Regions from separate parts of the Mus musculus genome. Here all the other regions are linked to region 4. A link is a contact called in public Hi-C, HiCAR-type and promoter capture Hi-C data. All regions are on one chromosome and are shown on one strand. Each heading gives the region's core, a stretch centred on a gene start, on an enhancer-like site or on the middle of the called end of the contact. The rest is flanking DNA. Distances are from core to core; before and after follow the strand shown.

Region 1 (2,700 bases), core at 193-2,692, 2.8 Mb before region 4:
TTCTCTCTCTCTCTCTCTCTCTCTCTCTCTCTCTGACACACACGCATGCGTGTGCGCGCGCACACACACACACACACACACACACACACGCACACACACATATACGCATGCTCATTACTACTATATAGTTACTGACAGTTTCATGGGTACACATTTACAGCAGCTCAGATGAGCTAATTTAACATGGAAGAGACATGCCCTGTTTAGTAGTGCACAACTAAGTTCTGGTATTCTATGGAGCCCTTACTAATATACAGGCAAAAACACTCACACACAAAAATGTATATACGTATGTATTAAAAAGCATCTATAAGTACAAAAAAAGTATCTATAAAAGGAATATTATGTTGAGTTAGGGGCGGGTTCTTAAGATATCTGAGGCTGAGGAAGAGAAAAATTTCTACACTGCCAGCCAGTGATGGTGCATGCCTTTAATCCTTGCACTTGGGAAGCAGAGGCGGGTGGAACTCTGTGAGTGTGAGGCTAGCCTAGTCAACAGAGTAATTTCAGTACAGCCAGAGCTACACAGACAAACCTTGTCTAGGAAAGGAAAGGAAAGGAAAGGAAAGGAAAGGAAAGGAAAGGAAAGGAAAGGAAAGGAAAGGAAATTTAAAATTCTAGGGGGAAGGCAGGCTTCATCTTGGTCTTTTACTCAGCCTGAAGTGGAGCCATTCCAATACAGGCGCTCACATCATCACAGAATAAGGTCTATTGTATACACTCACCCTTTCAGCTGTACAAAAAATAGTAAATAATGCAGCCACCCCCACAGTCCAGTTTAGGGGTATTTCCATCACACCAAACCGGTCCGTAGCCCATTCCCACCCCCAGACTCAGGTATACCTAGTTATTCACGTCTACTTTATTGAGTCGAAATGACCAAATTCAAGATAACGCAAAAGAAAGTCAGGCTAGACTCCCAATGAATGCACTATATTCTGCAGTGCGTCAGAGTCAAGTTCTGCTTGGCATGTGACGAAGGTCTTCGCTCTTTCCCTAGGTTTTTAAAAGAACATCAGGTGCCTCCAGGAGATAACTGGCGTCCCAGGGACAGGATTCTTGTGCGCATGCGTAGCTTCGGGGCTCCAGCGAAACGAAACCGAGATCCCTTGCTCCAGACCTGTCGCACCAGCTGTTGGAATACCGTCATTTGGAATCTGTACATCCACGCGTGACACCTACAGAGCCCAGCTCTAGAAGGGGGTCGGGTCTCTCTTCTTCTCCACCCCCCCCCCTCCCACCCCACCCTCCCCGGATCTCACACTGAAACCCTCTCTCGCCGCGAAGATCCTCGGGCTGACCGCTCTCCCCGCCCCCTTTAGCCACACCCCTAAACTGCCATTTTGCGTCTGATTGGCTAGTAAAAGCCTCAGTCCCACCCATTTGAGCCAACGCCAACGGCCACGTACCCGTTTTCCGTGTCTTATCTCCGAAAGCGGAAGTTGCGCAAATACTTGCGAGCGCTGCGGAGGCGCTGAGCGTGTGTGTGTGAGTGTGTGTGTGTATGTGTGTATACATACACACACATACTTCGTATTCGGCGGCAGCGCGGGGGCGGTACACGGCATTAGAAGGCGCCGGAAGTGTCGGTGTCGAGGGGCGGCGAGAGAAGGGCCACCAAGGCAAGCCAGTCAGTAGCGCTTAGGCTCAGCGAGAGGCAAGACTCGCATCCACCGCGTCCCGAGTCCCCGGCCCAGCCGGGCTTTTCTCTTCGGCCAGACATGGACTTCAGGGAAATCCTCTTGATCGCTTCCAAAGGACAAGGTGTCAACCACGTACCGGTGAGTCCCCGGGGTTGCTGTAGGAAACCCGGGCGTCAAGTTCGTGTGTGGTGGGTGGAACTTCTCGGGGAGCGTCTGTCGGCCTCGGGAAAGCCTGAACTACGCACGCCCTCTTCTGGAGTTTTAGCGGAGGTGTGGGTACACGGGAGCTGGGGATGGAAAAGGGAGCGCTTTCTTGGGGTCGCTTTCGCCAGCTCCTGTGCCCTGAAAAGTAGGCTTTGCGGCTTTCGGTGTTTTTAAGAGTTGCGCAAAGTCGGGGGGGATAAGCCGCGCCTGACTGAATACTGTGTAGCATTAGTAGCGCCTGGCGTCGAATAAACTTCAGCCCCTAAATTGAGGACCAGTATAGTCAGGAAACTCGGGGACTTTTAAGAACTTTAAGGACTTGTCCTGATAGCCTTTGGGTCTTTTAGCGGGTCGAATACGGATTTCCAGGTGAACGTTTTGTGATTTCTTGAAAGCGTTCTCCGGTTCGTGGCCCCACCCACTGAACCAAAGATGGTATCACCTGCCAAGGAGGTATCTTCTGTTGGAAAGAGTTCAGGGCTTTGCAGGAAATCCATAGCCAACTGTGAGGTGATCATGTGGGCTGCGGGTGTGCTGGTAGACCTTTTATTTGCCGTATGTCCCTTGGATCTATCGGTTCCCTGTGCGAACGGATTGGGCAAAGCCTTTTTCAGCTTTCATTTCCTAGTGGGCTTCCAGATTTTTAGGTTCCGTTTGCTCAGTAAATGTGTGAGTTTGATAGTATTTTCAGAGGTAAATACTGAAGTGGTCCCACATCTGCTTTCTGGGGTTATAGCTGTTTTGCATAAACTACTCATTTCTGGATCACCAGAAGGTACCCACAGAACAGCTGTAAACCGATATATCGCAATGTGATACCCGAGATTTAATCTGTGAAGTGTCCAACTTAAAA
Region 2 (2,700 bases), core at 94-2,593, 2.6 Mb before region 4:
GCAACGTGCTTAAGCCTGCGCACGCGCAAGCTTCCTTCCTAACCCCCCCACCCCCGCAAGAACCCAAGTTGTATGACCAGCCCAGATCCAGAAGACTGGCAGGCGGGGGAAGGCAGTGCGCGTGCGCAATTTCAGAATCAGGTGTCATATATATAGGTCTAGCGACTGCTGGCCATGGATGAGACCTCTGGCAGGCAGTTCGGCGTCAAAGTTTGGCCCTTACTAGAGCCCAAAGCACAAGCGCGGTGAAGTGGAGCTGGCAGCCACCTTAGCCTGGTGCCAGAGTGAGATCTCAAATGCCACTAACAGGATTAGGGCCTTCACCCACCAGGGCGGGGCCTCATTACCCAGGATGTGGCCGCTAAGGGAAATTTCTTCAGTTCCAAAATGGGGATACAATTGCGGAGGGCCTGAGGCCTGGAGCCCACTCCCACCCCCGCGATGGCCACCTTTCCCAGCAAGCACCATGTCTATTTTTGAAATCGTTCCAAAGTGCAAAAGGACTGGACAAGATCTCTGGGCAAGCAGCCTAGGGCCATCAAGCAGGAATCCGGTCTCCTTACAACCGCTGCTATTTCTAGACAGCCTTGTGAGGTCTCTGCTGACTGGGGGCAGGGCGTGGGGCTCTTCCCTCAGAGAATCTACTTCACGCAAACCTCAAGTCTGTGCTCTATTAGGACAGGGTGCCTCTACTTCCCACCTACGACCCGATGGGTGTCGCAGGCCTCTCAGCTACAGGTTTCCTCCTTCCGTCTAGGGTGCAGAGGAAGGACTGCGACTCTTCCCGCTTCCTCTCCGCACGCAGCGCGCTTAGCACGATCCCCAGTCACACCAGGAGCGAGCCTCTTAACAAAATGCGTTTAGGGCAAGAGCGCCCTATAATCTGCAGGAAACAACCACTCCACCGAGCCCACGCAAAGGAAAATGCAAACCGCACGGCTGCTCCGAAGCACCCGCCCCGGACGTGCCAAGGCTTTTTCGGCCCCCATGGGCTCGAGTTACGGGAGCTCAAGTTTCGCACCGCTCCCTCGCCCCCGTTCGGTGGCTCCCAACCTTCAGGCCAGCCACCCCTTAGTCCTCTTTACACGGGTCTCGCCGCCCCAGGCTGGGTGGGGCCGCCTGCTCAGTTCCCCAAAGCACAGTAGCCCACGCGTGCCCAAATCTGAACACCCTGCACCTCCACCCCGGATAGGGACCCCCTGTGCCGGCAGCGTGGGGCCCAACCGTACCGCTAGTGCACGATGGGGGGGCGACTGGCGAGGAGAAGCAGCGTGGCCCGAGCTCGGCGACAGTGGCTCCAGCACGCAGAGCAGCACGCGGGCGGGGCCTTAAATGGAAGCTCCGCGCTGACGTCAGAGTGGGAGCCCAGCGGACGTGCGGGAACCCACGTGTAGGCTGGGCCGGGGGCGGGCGTCCAGCCGGGCTAGGCGCCACCGAGACCGGGGCGGCGCGCGCAGCACGATGTCCCTGCAAGAGTGGCTCCACGTGTGCTGCGACACCCCAAAGAAAGGCCAACCCGACATGCTCCTCAGCCTCAGAAGCAGGAGCCCGAAATGCATCGATCCTCCGCCTCCTTCACCGGAAAACTTGTGAGACTCAGAAAAAACCCTGGTCACTTTCTTCATTGCTGTTCCCGGCGCCGGGAACAACTCCTGGCAAGCAACAGGCCTTCAGTAAATATTGTGTGAAAGCACATGCCAGCACCGTGCCGGTCTATCCGCCATAGCAGCCTATCAGATGGGCCTTTCTCCTGCCCCACTTCCATCTCCCAAACCATGGGGGGAGGGGGGTGCGGCTCAGCTTCTGATGGCTTGCCAGCTTACATCCATATCTGCCCTCTCCCATGCCATCCCGCAGGCATTTGTGTTTAGCCTTACCAAGGAGTATCAGGGCCCTTGCTTGTTTTCACACACCCCCTCTGCCTTTAAACGTCTTTCTAGAGGTCTCATTAAGCTGTGAGGCCAGTTCCTGTTCCTCTCCCAGCTCCCGATCAACCGTATGTGAATCTTAAGGTACTCCACCACTGATAGGATGTGAAATGGAGTTTGCAACTGCTTTGATTTCCTTAGTGATGGGAAGAACTGTGACTTTCAACCCTGCTCACCCATCTCCCCGGAAGGGATGTGTTCACTGCAGATTAAGGTCTATTACAGTCTTGAGCAAGATTTGAACAAGCTGGTTGCAGGGTGCTGGATATGCAGGGATCATGTGAGAGGGAATGAAGCTCACAGCCCCCCCTTATTTTCGCTTGTCTGTATCCCTTGTGATCTCTTTTATAACAAACAACAGGCTAGGAGTGTGGCCAGGACAGGGACACTTGTCTTGCATACACCAAGGCCTGAGTCCCTCAGCAGAGCGCAAATTTAAAAAAATTAAAAAGTCAAACAGTTGGACCTGGAGAGATGGCTCTGCCATTAATATCACAAAAGCTTGTAACTCCAGATCCAGAGGTTCCAATACCCTCTTGACCTTCATAGAGTCTCTCTCCCCCTATATATAGTTAAAATTATTTTTTTAAAAAAGTCAGAACAAGAGAAATGAAATTTAACTTTTTAAAAGAAAAAAGTGAAGGTGAGTTCTAAGAGACACCAGAGCAAGTAGCAAGCAAGAGGAAGAGGAGAGCCTTGTGGATACCTCAGTGTAGAGTGGTGAGGGGGAAGCACAGGTGGAGATGTAGTAACTACTTGTGCTTATGGTCTT
Region 3 (2,700 bases), core at 166-2,665, 2.5 Mb before region 4:
TTGAGATATTTTCTAAAATCTGGATCCCTAAACATCCCAATGTGCTGAATAAATACTTGTGAAATGCACTTTGTCGCTGTCACTGTTGTTTTGAGAGCACAGGGCAGTCACACTGAGGGTTGAGGGCCTGTGGGTTAGCAGGGGACATCACTTGCTTTTCTTTTCTTTTTCTTTTCTTTTAAAGAAAGAGACAAGAAGAGATGGAATTGGAATATGACACGAGATAGCAAGAAAGCGCTGTGTATGGTTTCAGTTATGAAGTTGAAAACTAGATAAAAACCAATGCATTCTGGGCTATGGCCCAGTGCTAAGCATGACTGCCAAGCACAGGTGAGGCCCCAGCTTTCAGTCCCCTGTGCCCTCCCCGAGAGAAAAATCAGTAAGTTCTGACTCACTGTAAAATACGACTTACAAAGGCTGATGGCAAAATCACTTCCCACTGAGAAAGCATCAACTCTAGATGCCTCTCTGCAGATAATCTCAGCCCTTCAAAAGGGCCAGCCACTCCCATTTTGTAAAAAATAATTGCAGAAAAAAAAAGACATATTCTGCAATCATTTCCCCTGGGGTAGAAAGGCTTTAACACCAAGCTGGGTGGTTTGCAGTCATCATGGTTAACTAAACTAAGTCTTTAAGGTTATAGTTGAAAATCACACAAGACTGTTGATTACCTATGAGTAACTAGAGAAGCATGAACTGAGCTGTGTTTTCATTCAAGGTCAACAGAAAGGGGTATGGGGGGGGGAGAGAAAATAAAAATGAATAAAGCTACTTTCTGGTTATAAAAAGTGAGTCTGTGAGAGAAGGAGCAGGGACGCTTGAGTGGGTGATAACTCAGAAGATTCCATAAACACGAGACACAGCTAACTCAACTTCCTGCACCTGAGATTTTAAGAGAAAAGTAAGTTTGCAGAGCATGTATGCACACTTCAGTGTACTAGGATGAATCTCAGATAAAAGAATTAAAAACAAAAACCAACCAAACAAGAGTTTCTGGGCACCGTGGCACCTGCCTATAGTTCTAGCTGCTGGAAGTGGAGGCATAAGATGGCGAGTAGCAGGCCTGGACTACATAGCTTGACCCTGACTCAAACAAAGAATCAAATCAAAGAAAGATTAAAACTCCACAAGTGCGTGCTAAAATTGAAGTTGATGTAAGGTTTAAATCAGCACTAATGAATAGCTAACATATCTGGACATGGCAGTTACTGTGTGTGTGTGTGTGTGTGTGTGTGTGTGTGTGTGTGTGTGTGTTCTGTGCTCACTCCTAGCTCTGGGTGGAGAAGAAGACCCCATGGATCCTACAGGTTCCCGGACCTCGCGGGAGCCTGACGGCAGGGGGCGCTGTGTGGGAGCTGAGCCGTGTGCCTTGGGCTCTCTGGCGCGTCCTCTCGCCTCCTCCGCGGCTTCCGGTACTGTTGGCGCGCATCGGCATGGATCGAAACCCGTCTCCTCCGCCGCCTACCTGTGGTTCGGAGGATGAAGAGGACCTGGGTGGGGGAGACCGCATCGGGAGCACGGTCTACAGCAAGCACTGGCTCTTCGGCGTCCTCAGCGGGCTCATCCAGGTGCGGAGACTCGCGCAGGCGCCCTCCGTGCCCAGGGAGTGGACGGGATGCTGGAGGCTCGCGGGTGCCGATGGACTAACTTGCCAGAACCACACCGCGCACGTACTTTACTGGGCTTCTACTTCCTAACCCCACTGTCACGTACGAAGTCGAGACCCTACCATTCGTGTTTTGTCGGCTCTTGTTCTAGTGGAATACATAGTTTGGAGTCAGACAACCCTGATCTCCGAGACGCGAGCTTATCCCATGCTGGAAACGGGACTCCTTAACCCAGATCCTCCATTTCTTTCATAGTTTCTATTAAAACAAGATAATCAGTATTATCGTAAACAAGATTTTGTATAGGTTGAGATTATAATGAGGCTGCCAATAGATGTTTTTCTGCCCATTGCTGTCCATACCGCCAATTTCTGTTTTCTCTAAGCCATTTTCTACATTGCCAAAAAAAAAAAAAAACCCTTCCTTTTTATTATTTTTAAAGGTTGTTCTTGTTGCTCATAGGAGAACACTTTCTATTTCCTAACTGGGGATCCAAGGTTGGTTGTGTCTTCTTCAGCCATTTTACGGTACATTGTGTTCCATCACCAGTAGACAGTTGGCCATCTCCAAGCATGTCTTATACTTTCTGAGCACTTGTAGTCACCTCCGAATGCTTGCCTCATTTCCCCAGGACAGTCCTAACCTTCCCATAGATTTAGATTTCTTCTTTTAAGAGAAATGTGTGTCTTCTCCCAGGAGTAGGTCATTGGTCCCTAATTTTTTCTCCCATAGTTCTTTCACCAGTTCAGCACAGTCAGCCTCTTTCTGTTGTGATTGCCTGGTTACATGCCTTTCCTACATTAATCCTAAACCGTTTGGAACCAAAAGGGTTATATTGTTGTTTTCATTTGTCTGCTGCAGTGCCCACAGACCGTATTTACTTGAAGAGTGTTTAATGTGTAGATCTATCTAAGACTGTGGAAAGCTTTTGGAACCCCTTGGCAGGAATTTGATACTGGGCCATGACAAGGAAGTTGGTTCTGGCAGGAATCTAATTTTAGGCTAGAACAAAGAAGGCATGAGTATAACTTTGGGCTGGGGCCGGGAAGTAGGCTCAGATATCTTGGCCATCCTGATAAGCCCCTAGAAACAG
Region 4 (2,700 bases), core at 119-2,618:
CAGGCCTTCTGCAATGTCAAGGCTACTTGCCTTCAGGGATGGTGGCCAAGCTAACACAATAGAAAAGATTGACAAACACAAAATCCACTAGAGGCTCCAAGTTCCCCAGTCCAGTAGGTCCATAGAGATTCCCTATGGACATGATGTTCTGTCTTGGTTCGTAACCTTGAAAAACACAACCTGCAAAGACACACATCCTTCTGAGGAGCCTGGTGGGAGAACTATGGGGGTTCTACAGAGCAAAATGCAAACAAGCAAAACCCTGCTGAGATTTTATATATATAATATAGGCTTATATACATATATATATTTATATAAATAAATAAATAAATAAATGGAAGGCCCAGTGACTTACTCAGCGAGATTTGAACCACCCTGTGAAAGCTGTCTGGGAGATGATTTAGCAAGGAACACAAAGAGAACAGTAGGATTCCCAAGAGGAAAGAGTTTAATCAAGTGTGATAATGGCACTGACCAGTAAGTAGGCAGAAAAAGATTGGTTTACAGGCAAAGGTGTGGTTAAAATATTTTGGGAGAAATATGTAATTTACTTGAGTAGCTGAACCGAAAATGCTTGTACCATCAGGCCCTACAAGACCATCCTGTAGCCATTGTATTAGTATTCTTGCAGGTGAACAAAGGCCTGGCTCCCTTCCTCCTCGTCTACTCCTACCTGCTGCTCCGAAGCAATCCAGTCCTCCACGTGCACTCACTTCCGCCTTGGTAACTCCGTATCGTGTATCTGCCCCTACACCCCATCCTCCTCCAGCCCTCATGTGTTCTAGGTTGCACAAAATTGCCAAAATCCCACACGGGGGAGGGGCAGTGGTAGAGATTTCCTACGGAGAGAACCTGCAGGTAGCACGGGGCTGTCACTGGGAGGAAAGATTCTATGTCACACACCCCCCTCCCTGTCGCCTAAAAAAAAAAAAAAAACCGGGAAGATGGCGGACAAGACCCGCGACGTGAGCAGCAGAAATGGCGTAGCCCGGCTAAGGCAAGACAAAGGAAGGCCTGGCCCGGCATCCCAAGCTCCACAAACCTGGCGAAAGGCATTGTCCCGAAAGTACCCGCATCCGCCCCTTCGAGAGAAACCCTGGTTCCAGCCCGAGCACGCCCGCGGCCCCAAGCAGCGCCCTTGAGCCCGTCCGCGCGACAGGTACACCCGTGACCAGGCCACGGACACCTCGGGACACGTGCTTCCCAGGGTGCAAAGCAGCACCACCGACTGGAAGGTACCGAGGCCAACACCGTGGAAAAACTCACCGGGACAGACCTCACCTCACACGCGATCGCCACAGGCGCGCGCCACCGCCGCGTGTCCCCATTTATAGCGCGCGCTGCCCGTCAGCCCCACCCATCGCGCTCGCAAGGCCCCGCCTCCAGCGGCTCTTGGGCCCCGCCCTGAGGTAGCCCACACTTACGCCTGAGCCGGGGATCCTGCTTTCACGGTGGCAGAAAGAATAAACGTCTGTTGCCCTTAGGACATTCCTGATCAGGTGATAAGGTACGTTGTTCCCAAAGAGGATGAAGAGAATGAAGAACATATCTGAAAGGTTCTTCCGTTACTTCCGTCAGGCAGCTCTTAGACAGCTCCCAAGGAGAGGGCGGGACGAGAAAGCCCCCCATGGGGTGGGGGTTTGGCCAGAACCGGAAATCCCCCGACTTGCCAGCGCGGCAGGCTAGCTCGTTTTTGCTGCAGAAGCTGGGGTCCGCTAAAAGGGCCCACCCGGCAGTAGTCGCAGCTGCGGCGCGGGAGGCAGGACCAGCACACACTGGCAGACTTTTAGGGAACCATGGGTGTGGTGTAGTTAGAGGGCTGGGTTCTGTGATGTGCGGGCCCGGAGCGGGGACGCTAGGGCGGAAAGGAGGGGAATTCCCTGTGCCAGAAAGAGGGCAGGTTGGGGTCTGGACCCCTGGGTGTGAGGGAGGGTGGGTGGTGTCTGGACCCTTGTGTATGAGGGCGTGAGGCTGGAGGGCTGCACTACTGGGTTTGAATCTGGAGGCTGAGATAAGGACTGCTGGGTCTGAGGAAGGAGGCGGAGGGCTGGAACCCCTAGGTCTTGGGGGATAAGGGTCAGGGTTCTGAATACTTGGATGAGCTCGAAGTGGGTCCTCAACCACAGAAGTCATAGAACATTTTTTTTTTAAAAGTCTGCACCTCATACCAGTTCTCTCTTTCTTCATTTTGCCCTCCAAATAGTCTATGTTACACTCTTCAAGCTCTAGATTCCTTAATGTGACCTGAGTATTCTTTGTTTAGCTGGCCCTCTGCTCATTAGGGCTCTTTCTCATTCCGCTGGGGAGACTGGCCTGGGAACCTAGTGGTCTGAAGTAAAGGGAAAGATTCTTCTCTTAGGTAAACGAGTTTCCATTATTGCTGCTGGCTCACACCAGAGGAAAGTCAATAGTTTGATGAGACAAGGCCTCTCTCTCTAGAACAGGCTGGCCTTGAGCTCAGAAAGCTCCCTGTCTGCTTCTGTGCTTGGCTCCCGTTACCACATTGATGGTTAATATGGTCAACTTCTCCAAATCTGGTATTACCTAGGAAAGAAGCCTTGGAGCATACCTTGTGGAGAGTTATCTAGGTTAGCTTAGCCGCTGACCATGCACAGGTTATCTTAGTTGGGTTAGTTGACCTGGGAAGGCACACCCACTATTGGGGAACCATGGGCTGCATAAATGGAGAAAGCTGAGCAC

Evidence for each region. A called contact is a pair of places that touch in the nucleus more often than the background predicts. HiCAR-type assays count read pairs that join an accessible place to other places. Capture Hi-C pulls out chosen DNA fragments and counts their contacts.
Region 1: a promoter capture Hi-C map of liver shows a contact between it and region 4, with 3 times the contacts expected there. The contact joins the promoter of Spty2d1 here to the promoter of 2410002F23Rik in region 4. A contact is called at or near these places in 1 of 115 datasets of contacts at active chromatin or transcription factors (astrocytes) and 1 of 9 other capture datasets (liver).
Region 2: a contact with region 4 is called in a HiCAR-type map of astrocytes, with 2.9 times the contacts expected there. The contact joins the promoter of Ldha here to the promoter of 2410002F23Rik in region 4. A contact is called at or near these places in 1 of 484 Hi-C or Micro-C datasets (muscle stem cells), 1 of 115 datasets of contacts at active chromatin or transcription factors (astrocytes) and 1 of 9 other capture datasets (adipose tissue).
Region 3: a Hi-C map of CD4 T cells shows a contact between it and region 4, with 4 times the contacts expected there. The contact joins the promoter of Saal1 here to the promoter of 2410002F23Rik in region 4.

What each region holds. Positions count from the first base shown.
Region 1 is chr7:47,007,156-47,009,855 of GRCm38.p6, reverse strand. Spty2d1 (SPT2 chromatin protein domain containing 1) reads left to right here and starts at 1,442. Exons shown (of 6, transcript NM_175318.4): 1 at 1,442-1,781. The coding sequence starts at 1,722. Gm32031 (predicted gene, 32031) reads right to left here and starts at 1,302. Exons shown (of 2, transcript NR_166573.1): 1 at 1,263-1,302; 2 at 848-1,132.
Region 2 is chr7:46,844,447-46,847,146 of GRCm38.p6, reverse strand. Ldha (lactate dehydrogenase A) reads right to left here and starts at 1,343. Exons shown (of 8, transcript NM_010699.2): 1 at 1,230-1,343.
Region 3 is chr7:46,709,366-46,712,065 of GRCm38.p6, reverse strand. It overlaps Saal1 (serum amyloid A-like 1), which reads left to right and starts at 1,415. Exons shown (of 12, transcript NM_030233.1): 1 at 1,415-1,568. The coding sequence starts at 1,434. Saa3 (serum amyloid A 3) reads left to right here. Exons shown (of 4, transcript NM_011315.3): 4 at 1-68.
Region 4 is chr7:44,245,390-44,248,089 of GRCm38.p6, reverse strand. 2410002F23Rik (RIKEN cDNA 2410002F23 gene) reads right to left here and starts at 1,368. Exons shown (of 6, transcript NM_025880.4): 1 at 1,267-1,368.